Regions from separate parts of the Mus musculus genome. Here regions 1 and 2 are each linked to region 3. Evidence: chromatin contacts called from public promoter capture Hi-C data. All regions are on one chromosome and are shown on one strand. The core of a region is the stretch at or near the end of the contact, and the rest is flanking DNA. Distances in the headings are between cores, read along the strand shown.

Region 1 (3,549 bases), core at 463-2,962, 910 kb after region 3:
ACAGCCCACAGGATGGATTGCTCTTCAAAACGAAGAGCAAGAAGCTAGGTATAGCACACAGCAGCAGCCCCCAGCAAACGGGTGGATCTCTGTGAGTTCCAGGTATAGCACACAGCAGCAGCCCCCAGCACACGGGTGGATCTCTGTGAGTTCCAGGCCAACCAGAGCTACGTACGGAGATCCTGTCTCAACAGCAACCTAAGTGAAAGAAGCCAAACATAGAAGGCTATGTACTATTTAATTCCACAGGCATAACATATTCATAACAAGTAAATCCTTATAGCTGGAAAGCAGTCGACAGAAGCTGGAAGGGCGGGCAGAAGGGTGTGACTATTTAATGGTTGGTTAAACAGTCTCCTTTGGAGTGGCAAAATGCTTACTGACTAAATAGTGGTGAACTCGTAAATATACTAAACCCCACTAGCTGTACACTTTAAAAGGAGTTTATGGCTTATGAATTACAGCTCCATAAATGGAAACACGAGGAGAGATCTTAGGGGAAAAGTGATTATTCAGAGTGCTTACAACAAATTCTGAGCCTTGCTGTGGTTGCAGCCCAAGCCTTTAATCCCAGCACTTGGGGGTTGGTGGGGTGGGGGAGGTGAGGCAGGTGAGTGTCTGAGTTCATGGCTATCCTAGTCTACAGAGTTAAGTTCCAGGACTACACAGAGAAACCTTGTCTCAAAAAAACAAAGAACCAATCATGGAAACATGGAAAGCACTACATAGGTTTTAATAACTGCTGTCTTAACTTCTTTGTATTTTATCGACAACATCTTCAGAAGCAAATTCTAAATTTTAAACAGTTTCAGATTCGGTCAGGATAAAGCTCCGAGCTCATTCAGCACGAAGCTCGCTGACAAGTACCTGTTGAAACTGCTTCAGCGGTGATACAGGAAATAAAGTGTTCAACTTTGGCTAGATCCTTCAAGAGGACGGAAATAGGATCGGGCAAGATATCTTTCTCTATAGGGCTAACTATAAATCACACCCACATGCCTCCACTTGGCTGTTATATTCTGAGTTGGCTGTCTCATTCAGTTCTCATAACTCTTTTTTATAGTCTCGAGGAACAAGAACCAGCGTCTAATAAATCAGCAAACGAACCATCAACCCATCACCGGTGCGAATTCAAGGTCCCGACTCACACTATGATGCAGCTTTGCCTGCCCCCTACATATTACACTGCAGAGAATCAGGGCGTTTTTGTTTGTCCGCTTGCTTTTTCCATTTGCAGGAAAGACCGGTGGAAAAAAAAACTTTCCTTAAAGCAAGTTATCAAGGCAGGCAGGGGGAGGCCTGGGGGGGGGGGCAAAAGTAGGACTCCTGGTCTCTCCGTTTCGGGGGATCCCCGGCCACGCAGCGTCAGCTAAGAAGTGTCGGGGAGGCTGTCCACGCAGGTCTGAGTGTCCTGGGTGGCTTGGCTACCCCGTCCCTTGAGCCCCGGGGATGGATGCACTGAGAACCGCGCCTCCCTCCCGAGCGCCGCCTCACCTCTTGGCTTTAGTGCCCTTGAGCACGAGTTTGGTGGACTTTACATAGGAATATTCGGCCATGGCCCGGCTCGCTGAAGTGGCAGCCTCTGGCAGAGCTTCCGTAGGACTGGGAGGAGGAGGAAGTGGCTCTAACGGCCGGAGCTGAGCGAGTCCCCGAGGAACTCTCGGTCTTCTTCAACCCAAGGCTACGATTCTCCGGCTTCCTGTTTACTGCTTCCGATGCACTACGGCGGCCGTGGAGGGTCCAATCACGTCAGCGTTCCTGCGGCGAAGTCCCGGATGTTCGCGGTTTTTTTTCCCCCCCAAACCAGGCAAAACTTATAGAGACGCCCCCTGGTGGAAGCGAAGGTATCCAACAGTTTCCTGCTGCCGAGGTTGTAAAGACCATACCTGGATTGGATGAGCCAGATGTTGAAAGGATCAAATCTATCTGCCCACTCTCTTTGCAGCGGACATCGCACCAAGTACCCGGCAACCCGCCAGACTGGGCCTGCACAGAGAAACCGAGATGTGTGTTCTGTGGAGGCGTGGGTCACAGCCTTGGCTTCGGGCAACTTTATCAACGACTCTGGCTCCAGAGTTGTTAGTTGTGTTGTACATGTTTTACTCGTGTATTGTGTATGAGTAACACACAAGAAACAATTGAGGAATGATACAATGTATAGTTGCTAACTACTGGTTTCTATCGCAAGTGCTGAAGAGACTTTGGTCTCCACACCGAATACTGTCTTTCCCTGTAGTCTTGATCCAGCCAAGTGCGTATTCCTTTTGCCTCCTCCAATCTTCCCCGCAATGTTATAACTCCCTTCCATTACAAACAATGCACCGCTGATACAGCTTCTGTGTGATCTTTGGTTTTTGTGAAAGAAACATGAATGCTGTTAGAATCAAAAAATGGAATGGCTTTGTCAACACTTGACAAATATAAAACACTTTTGAAGGAATGATTGATGGCAGCTCTGGCAAGGGATGACGTGCAAAGATATTCTAGGTCTGTGTGATCTGGCTGGAATCCAGACACACACTTAGTACACACCTTTAATCCTAAACAACGATGTCTAATTGAGGGGCAAACAAAGTGGTGAATCAGAGGGAGATTTGACAGAATATGCTCAACGCTCATCTGAGTGGCACAAGAGAGAGAAGCTATTCAGGTCAGGGGCAAGTTCAGTCTTTAGCGCTTGTCAGTCAGTGGGGAGTCAGAGTGGCGAGTACAGTACAGTGGAGTTGAGTGAGTTCCTTCATGAGCTCCTGCAGTTCAGTGAAGGTCAGCAGAGGCAGTTAAAGCCAGAGAATGAGAAGCCAGAAGATTAGAATAGATTACCAGAGTTAGTTTGAGGGCAAGCAGAGCAACTCAGGAGACACGGAGAGAAGCCAGATGAAAATCAGTCAGCTTGGAGAGGAGTTGAAGCCAGAATAGATTAGCTGAATCAGCCAGCCAGAATTTAGAAAGGAGTGGAAAGGGTGAGTTTATTCAGCAGCAAGCCTCTGAGATGGCGATTACATCTAGCAAATAGAAGATATTTTTGACAAAACTATCACAAAGATACTGCCTGAACTCCAACCTTGCACAGAAACTGCCCACAACCTCATACAGGAAACACTTTTGCAAGTACTTCTCCCTATCCAGCAAATAAATACAGGGTCTGTTATTTGTAACTCAGCCAATGATTATTGCTTAAAAGTATCTGATTTAACTCTCTTTATCTTTGTCTTGTCTTTTCTGGTGCTGGGGACCTGGCTTTGTGATAGGAACAGAGCATGCAGTTTAGGGTAAGGCCCTGGAAAACTGCACAAGCAGGAATGACCACGCTTTTCCCAAGAACACCAGAAGGGAGCTGGGTGTCTTCTAACTTCTGAAAGAGCATCCTTACCTGGAGATGACCTGAGAGCGCGACCAAAGCTCAAGGCACTAATCTTTTCTGGAACTGGATCTTTGGCTTTTCTTGGTGAAATAGGTCTTGTCTCATCCTCAGGTTTAGCCCATCCCATAAATGATGCTGGGGTTATGGCTTAAGAGAGGCAATGCCACAGTAGTCTTGATCAGAGCTCT
Region 2 (3,834 bases), core at 474-2,973, 750 kb after region 3:
GCACACCCTAACTTGTACATAATTCACAAATGATTTTAATTAAATAAAACCTCACTTGGTATCACTTGACTTTTAAGTTTGTTTTCTGTTTATAGAATCTGTTAACTCTCACTCCTTCCAGTTCGTCCCTCTAAGAGACCTTTTAAAATAGAGTGTGTTTGAAGAGTAGAGGGAAAGGTTTCAGATTGATTCTATGTTAGATTCCGAGCTGAAAACAGCCTTATGAGTTGCAGGTTGATATAAAATGATAACTATCTACAAAGACTGATATTTTTGGTGTATTTTATAGATGTAATGTTTTGTATCCTGTAACAGCTTCATGTATACCTACCTATCCTTTGTGAGAGGAGTACTGTCCCACCATTGTTTTGAGACAGTGCCTCTCACTGGCTTGTAACTGGACCAAATAAACCAGTGAGATTGGCCATGGGTTCCACGTATCTGCTTCTCCCCACCTTTGAAGGAGCAAGTTTATAAGTGTGGACCACTAGTTCTAGCCTTTTTCTAAAAAAAAAATATAGGTTCTGAGGATCCAACTCAAGTTCTTATGCTTATAAGGCAAGCAGTTCAATTTGCCTCCTCCCAATCCCCCTGCTTTTAAAGACAGGGTCTTACTGTGTAGCTAGGGTACAACTCATGGCTAGGGTGGAACTCATATAGACCACACTGGCCTTGAATTCAGAGTTATAGCTGCCTCTGCCTCTCAAGTACTGAGATTTAAGGCATGTGCCACTACAGCCAGCTAGCTTCTCAGCTTTCTTCATAGTTGATTGTGACTACTAATCTGAAATGTAAACTATGTGTGTATAAAAGGTGTGAGGTGTCATCAACCTGCACTAAACTTCTAGTCTCATCTTAATAGTTAATCCTCTGAATAGTTAACTGTACTTTCTTCACTTTTCCCCCATTTCTAAGTCACAATGTAAGATGTTGTCATGGCTACCCAGTCTTATTTACAATATTGATGGTTCTACTTGGAGGAGGTAGATGGAAGAGGCTTTGTGTAACGCTGGTGAAGGATGTCATCCAGAAGGAAACTTGTTGAGCTGTCTGTATTCCCTGTGGTTTCTCTAGAAATCTCATTTGCCCAGGGAGAGTAGATCAGTGTATTCATTTGTACTTTCAAAAGAAATCATTTAACTTTTTACTTGCTTTAGTAATTTTAGGGGAGAAATCATTTAAAATTTTATATTCCCAACAAAAATTTGTTAGTGTGGCAAATTTGAAACCAAATCAATACATTAAAGGGAATATTTTTTTGTCAATGGATTAAAATAATAGAACTTTAAAATATTTTGATGGTAAATCATTTATGAAGAATATCTTTACAATATATTTTATATATAACTTGGCTTAAAATTTATTGTTTGGGGCTGTATTTACATTTCTGTTTTTGATTAGTTTTGTTCAGCTGTGTTTTAAATTTTAATTTTGTGTATGTGTTTTGTTTTGTTTGTTTGTTTTTTGAACACATGTGGCCTTAAAGCAAGAACTTTACCACTAAGCCATATCATCAGCCCACTTGGTCATTACTTCTTTAAATTTTTCTTTTAAAATATTGTTTTGTTTTGCATGTATAAGTGTTTTACCTGTATGTATGAGTGGGTATCCTATGCATGTCTGATGCCCACAGAGATCAGAAGAGGGTGTTCGAGCCTAGGAACTAGAGTTACAGGTGGTGGTGAACCTCTGGGAGTGGTGGGAAGTGAACCTGGGCTGGGTCCTATGCAAGAGTAACAAGCGTGTGTAACTGCTGAGTCATCTCCACCCCCATTGGTAGTTTCTTCTAAGTAGTCCCTATTCAAATCTTTTATGTTGCATATAGAGAGGATGATAAATTTTTATTGTATTGGGGAAGTCTTCCAGATTCAGTTTATGCCCCAAACTCAGCTAAATGGATGTAATTTAAGAGTTAAAAACTAATAAAACCACTTGATACAAAATAGAGTTTTCTGCTTTGTTATATATTTAATGTGCTTCATTTAGGCCTTTTTACATAAGATAATCAAATATATTTAAAAATTCTTGACCTTGGTTAGAAGTTGGAATATTTACTCTCTGTGTCTCTGTCTTCTCTCCTGCCCTCACTTACTTTGCTTTTGTTGTGTATGTGGAAAGTTATCTTCTGGAATGGGTAGAAAGTTTTGCTACCTGATAGTTTGTAGAGAAAATCTTTGAGAACATTAACTCAGTATAATTTGTAATTCCCTATTATTTTGTCTGCAGTATGTATAGCTCCATTTGCCTTCCTATACTTTGAAACCTTCTGCTTTCTAAGAGTTTTATTCTCTTCCTTTTAACTCCTCATAGTTTTTCACTGTAAAATTACTCAATTTTTAGTATGGGACATACCAGTTTTCTAAGTCTATTAAAACTGTATCTAGACTTGTGTATTTAATTGAAACTAGTATCTGCTGTACTTTGCCATTGGCAAATGAAACAGGGCCATGGATTTCAACTGTCAGGTATTAGTATTGTTGGTCTTATTTTTCAGGCCAGAGATCCTCAGCAGGAGCCTATGGAAGAGACAGAAAATTTGAAGAAACAACATGATTTATTAAAAAGAATGTTACAACAGCAGGAGCAGCTGCGAGCTCTGCAGGGCCGACAGGCTGCTCTTCTAGCTTTGCAGCATAAAGCAGAGCAAGCTATAGCTGTGATGGATGACTCTGGTATGTGATAGTCACAGAATAATTGCTTTAGAAGAAAGGCTCATTATTACAAAATGAATTGCTATTACTGTATTATCAGATCTCGGTTGTTGACTAGTGTAGCAACCTGCAAGCCAGGTTTACTCTGTTCTGTGCTTTTCTCTGGTTATACAGAAGAGGTTGCAGGAACAACTCCTGGCTATCATACCGTACAGACAGAGTATCTTTGAGAGGTAAAACAGACAGGCCTGTATATAGTACTGTTTTGTAACCTCAGGGTGATAGGGATCTTGTTTTTTTTTGTTTCCACTTTGCAGGAATTACTGCTGTTTTGTTTTGTTTTTGTTTTAAATCTCACTCAGCTAAGATTGTTGTTTATTTGTCTTGCAAAGAAGGTTTAAAAAATAATAAGCAAGCCAGGCCTGGTATCATAACACCTGTAATCCCAGCACACTGAAGTCTGAGGCAAGGAGGCTCAAAGAATTCTTAGGGTACAGGGAGATGGCTCAGTTGGTAAAGTGCTTGTTCCCCAAGCATGAGGACCTTAGTTTGGATCCTCAACAAGCACATTAAAGCCAAGTCATCTGTAGTCCCCGCTCCAGAAGGAACGGAGACAAGAGGGTCCCTGGGGTTCTGTGGTCTAGCCAGTTGATGAGCTTTGGGCTCAGTGAGTAATCCTGTCTCAAAAATAATATGGAGAGTGACTAAGGAAGATAACCAAAATCAACCTCTGACGTACACATATGTGTACATAGCCTCCCTTCTCTATAATACTTCATAGTGAAATTGCCTCATAAAATAAAGTAGGGAGGGCTCTAGGTTTGCCAGCTTAAGTATGCCCTGAGTTCAGTCCCTAGCCCCTGGAGAAAACATAAACAGAGAAAGTCTAATAAGGAAGTAAATTAATGGAGCATGTTTACTATTTAATGTTAGCAGTTCTGTTATTTCATTTAGAAATCCAGTTGTAGTTATGAACTTTTAAAGCTGCTATTGTACTTTACTCAGTATTTGGTGAGACTCAAAGCTTTTTTTCTTTTTCCTTCAGAGCTGTATATAACTATAAGTGACAATAGAATTGATTAGTATTGAGTCACCTGTTTTGTTATTAGGTTAAAAGTAAGATTGTTGCTTATTAAAACTCAATAAAAGCTAAGGTTTTTTTTTTTAGTTTTATTTTTTAATT
Region 3 (3,801 bases), core at 813-3,312:
CTCAAGAATCTATGCTTAAAAGGTGCATGGCCCATGTGCTGGCAATTTACATGTTTGGAAAGCAGAGGCAGGTGGATCCCTGGGGCTTCCTGGCCAGTCAATGTAGCTTAATCAGGAAGTCTCAGGCCACCAAAAGACCCGTGTCAGTGCACCCCTCCCCCCAAACACACACACACACACACACACACACACACACACACACACACACACACACACACACGTACTTATTCACTCACACACTTCCCACTTCACCCTTACAAAAGGCATTTTAAAAAGCTTTAGTCATGTCCATACCATAGCAACATAATTATATTTTCGGATAACTTGACGGATTTTCTTCATCTCTTCATCCAGGTTACAAGCCCAAACTTCACAAATTCTTTGGCTATGATCTACGGTTGCTGCTGGCATAGTGACAGCACAAGGAGTCTAGATGTGGAGCATCAAAATGTTATACTTGATTGAAGATTTGTGTCATAAAAATACTTTACCCTTTACTTATGCACCTGTTGAAATAAAAAAACACCAATATCATGAATGTGAATTATAAAACTGGGCTGGTATAAACCTTATTTATACAAAGTTCATGACTCATAACAAAATCAAGTTTTAGACAGTTCCTTTTCTCAAGGTATACAGCTAATATTTAGAGGATAAAAGCACCACACCGCCGATTTCCCAACTGAATATAAATTTCACTAATTAAGATTTGCTCCGAGTTCAATTCACTCCACACAAAACTTTGAACCATTTCAAGCCAAAAAAAAAAAAAAAAATCAACAAAATCAAACGTTTCATAACAGAATGCTTGCTTTTATTCTTCTAACAAAACATTTAAAAATCTTACTCATTCAAAGCAGAGCAGAGGAAACATTTTTCTTAAAAATGTTTTGAAAAGCCATTAGGCAATCTCAGAAACAAATATAGCGGGAGGGAGAAAGAAAGAAAGAAAGAAAGAAAGCAAGCAAGCAGGTAGGCAGGCAGGCAATGAAATGTGTACATTTAAAAATTTCTAATTTCAAAAACTGGCAACCCAAGAGAGACCTCACGTCTCTGCCATCCACACAAGGTTCACGGTATACAATGGTAAGATAATTAATCAGACGGACAGGGACCAAACACACAATAACCCCCGACAAAACCAGCGAGTTAAAAGAGGGTGGCCTGGTGTCCCAAACTCCTAAATGTACGCTGGAGAAAACAAAAGGTGATGCAGGGCACGCCTTCTTTCTTCCTCCCCTCCGTCCTCACACCGGTCCCTACACGCGCTCTACCGACACACTGTACTTTAACCCTGCTTTCCTCCACCCGCTCTTCTCTACTGCGGTCTCAGGGGTCCCTCCAAGGGGCAGCCAAGGCCTTCTCATCCCTGAGGTCGCGCGTCCTCCGTGGGCGAGCAACGTGGAGAGAGCACGGCCGCCTTCATGTCAAGGATAAGTCGCTCGGCTGGCCGCCGGCCAGGAGCAGGGTGCCTATTCGCATGGCCTAGAGCCAGACCGACTACCCCCAAAAACCACTGCCGAGGACGAAAGCCACCGGGGCCCCAAGTAGGCCACCGCCCTCCACTCGCAATTTCCTTCCCACAACGAAGTCCCAGGTACAAAGCGGTGGCGTCATCACTGCGCGCCGCGCCCCTGACAGCCCCCACCCGCCCCCCGCCCGTTAGCACCGCCGTCCCCCCGGGCTCCCCGCCTCCGCCAGTTCCGTCCCACACAGCCACGCTTAGGCGGGCGCCATCGCGCGCGCCAATCTCGGGCTCCCCACTCCCAGCCCCTTTTCCCAAGGCGCCCCAGCACGCCCGGGCCCCCGCCGGATCTACTTGGGTCTCTGAGCTCGCGCTCCTCCTCCTCCTCCTCGCCATAGAGCTAGCACCCGGCGGCGGCGGTGGCGGTGGCGGTACCGGCGGCGGCGGCGGGAGCCCCATAGACGCCTCTCGCCCTGCGAAAGGGGGAAAGGGGAGCTGGAGCGGCGCTCGGCCCAGCGCGGCGACGTCGCTCCTCGCACGTCCCGCCGAGGGCGCGGCCTGATGACGCCGGGCGCCGGGTGGGCGGGGCCCTCCCTCAGGAGGCGGGGCGGGCAGGTGACGAACGCCCCGGCGTTGGAGCAGCTGAGCCGGCAAGGCGACCAGGCCTAGCTAACTGACCCCGGGGTGGTGGTGGCCCGGAGCACACCGGGGTTCCGTCCAGCCGACGAGTCGCCCTTCTCCAGCCGCCCGCAGTGGTAGCTCGGACCCCCGGGGCCAGGGACTCACGAGCGCGGCGTGTGGGAGACGGCGCGGCCCCTGGGCACCCCGTCCGGGCCGTGCTCGATCGCCCGGGAAGCACTGGGCTAAGCGAGGAGCAGCAGGCCAGAACCTTGTAGGGCCTCGGGCCCGGGGACCCGAGGAGGATGAGCTGGCTCTTTCCCCTGGCGAAGAGCGCGTCATCCTCCGCGGCTGGGTCCCCTGCCGGCCTCACCAGTCTCCAGCAGCAGAAGCAGCGGCTGATCGAGTCACTCCGGAACTCCCATTCCAGGTGACGACTGGTGGCTTCGGCCCAGGGTAAAGTAGGACGGGAGGGCGGGCTGCTTGCAAACACACCGTGTGCGAATCCGTAGGCCGCTCCATCAGCTGCCTCCTGTTGATGGGTCTTCCAGTGGGGTTAAGCGCTTGCTTCCCTAGTTTGTGTCCCTGGTGCCCCACCGCTGTTCAGCTCCTCTCTTGACTTGGCTCATCTCCACTGACAAACGGAGTCATCTCTCTTTAATCTGTATACAGCACCCCTAGCTCACACGCTAATTTTCCTTTTGATCTACCTGATTGTAGCATTGCCTTCGAATTGTTAACATGCTAAGAGACAGTTGGAAAGATAATTCCCAACAGTTTTATGAACTGAAAATTTAAACTGTTGCAACGTCAAAGAAAAGGGAAGCCAGTGTTTTTAGTTAACTCTGTCCTGGTGACAATCCTTTTGAGTCTGTAATTAAAGCTCACCCTGTTCCAATAACCTCTTTCTGTCTTGTAATTGTTAGAGTCTTTAGACTTCTCACTTTCTTCTATTTGGCTCCACACTTAGGACTTGCCAGACAACCATCTGCATTATCTGTTGTCTTTTGAGTTTGCTTGTTGTATTGTAGTCAAACTAGAAATACAGGAAATCAGATTATTTCGACTTTTTTTCTTAAATATAAAATTGTTTGCTGCAGTCTTTTTTTTAAATTAGATATGTCCGTGGCTGCTACAGGCTTTCAAATATTAGAGCTGCTTTGCGATATATGGATTTTACAATTAACTAACAGCTTCACAGCACATTTTATAAAGCATATTAGAGATCAACATGATTAAACTCTAGACTTTCAAAAACCTTGTCACATTATACACATTATAATATGTTATACAATATAATTATGTATGTATACATACCTACTCACACATCCATGAGATAATAACATCAAGTTATTGAACACACCATCAAGGGCTATTTTTGTGTTACACATCTATTTTCTTCCCAAGCAAGTAAGCTATAACCTAAAAAAACATTGTCTAAAGAAAAATTCACTACAAAATCAGTTTGAATGAGGCCTGTTGCTGACTGAACTGAGTTTCTTGGTTGTCAACTTCATTTTTGGTTGTAGGAAAGTTTCAAAAAGTCATTTACTGTCTTTTTAAGTAGAAAAGAGTAGCTATCCTTTATTGTTGGTTTCACTGTGGAAAATTCAACTCATAAAGTTGTCCCACTTTGTCGGGTGTGATGGCTTTTCCCCACTCATGGTAAGGTCATGATCCATGCCTGCTCTTAAAGCTTTGGGTTGGCTACACGAGAG

The links. Promoter capture Hi-C pulls out the DNA fragments that hold promoters and counts their contacts.
Region 1: a contact with region 3 is called in a promoter capture Hi-C map of pre-B cells. The contact joins the promoter of Frg1 here to the promoter of Vps37a in region 3. A contact is called at or near these places in 15 of 39 promoter capture datasets (the 3T3-L1 cell line, the C10 cell line, the HPC-7 cell line and 7 more), 5 of 484 Hi-C or Micro-C datasets (B cells, CD4 T cells, CD8 T cells and 2 more), 10 of 115 datasets of contacts at active chromatin or transcription factors (double positive thymocytes, effector CD8 T cells, extraembryonic endoderm stem cells and 7 more) and 3 of 9 other capture datasets (adipose tissue, liver and macrophages).
Region 2: a promoter capture Hi-C map of embryonic stem cells shows a contact between it and region 3, with 2.4 times the contacts expected there. The contact joins the enhancer-like site here to the promoter of Vps37a in region 3. A contact is called at or near these places in 16 of 39 promoter capture datasets (3T3-L1-derived adipocytes, the C10 cell line, the HPC-7 cell line and 11 more), 8 of 115 datasets of contacts at active chromatin or transcription factors (the NIH/3T3 cell line, T-cell acute lymphoblastic leukemia, bone marrow-derived dendritic cells and 5 more) and 3 of 9 other capture datasets (adipose tissue, liver and pancreatic islet).

What each region holds. Positions count from the first base shown.
Region 1 is chr8:41,415,406-41,418,954 of GRCm38.p6, forward strand. It overlaps Frg1 (FSHD region gene 1), which reads right to left and starts at 1,713. Exons shown (of 9, transcript NM_013522.3): 1 at 1,495-1,713. The coding sequence starts at 1,556. Gm50494 (a long non-coding RNA gene) reads left to right here and starts at 1,721. Exons shown (of 2, transcript XR_003947538.1): 1 at 1,721-1,844; 2 at 1,946-2,330.
Region 2 is chr8:41,264,693-41,268,526 of GRCm38.p6, forward strand. Pcm1 (pericentriolar material 1) reads left to right here. Exons shown (of 38, transcript NM_023662.3): 6 at 2,495-2,672. Among named protein-coding and RNA genes, the nearest start is that of Pcm1, 27 kb to the left of the region's middle. Within about 2 kb of position 1,724, at least 10 of the 459 cell types and tissues checked have an H3K27ac peak or open chromatin away from gene starts, as enhancers often do. A contact at or near this core is called in embryonic stem cells, where this site is marked.
Region 3 is chr8:40,509,721-40,513,521 of GRCm38.p6, forward strand. Vps37a (vacuolar protein sorting 37A) reads left to right here and starts at 2,063. Exons shown (of 12, transcript NM_033560.3): 1 at 2,063-2,513. The coding sequence starts at 2,389. It overlaps Cnot7 (CCR4-NOT transcription complex, subunit 7), which reads right to left and starts at 2,034. Exons shown (of 7, transcript NM_011135.5): 1 at 1,820-2,034; 2 at 295-506. The coding sequence starts at 411.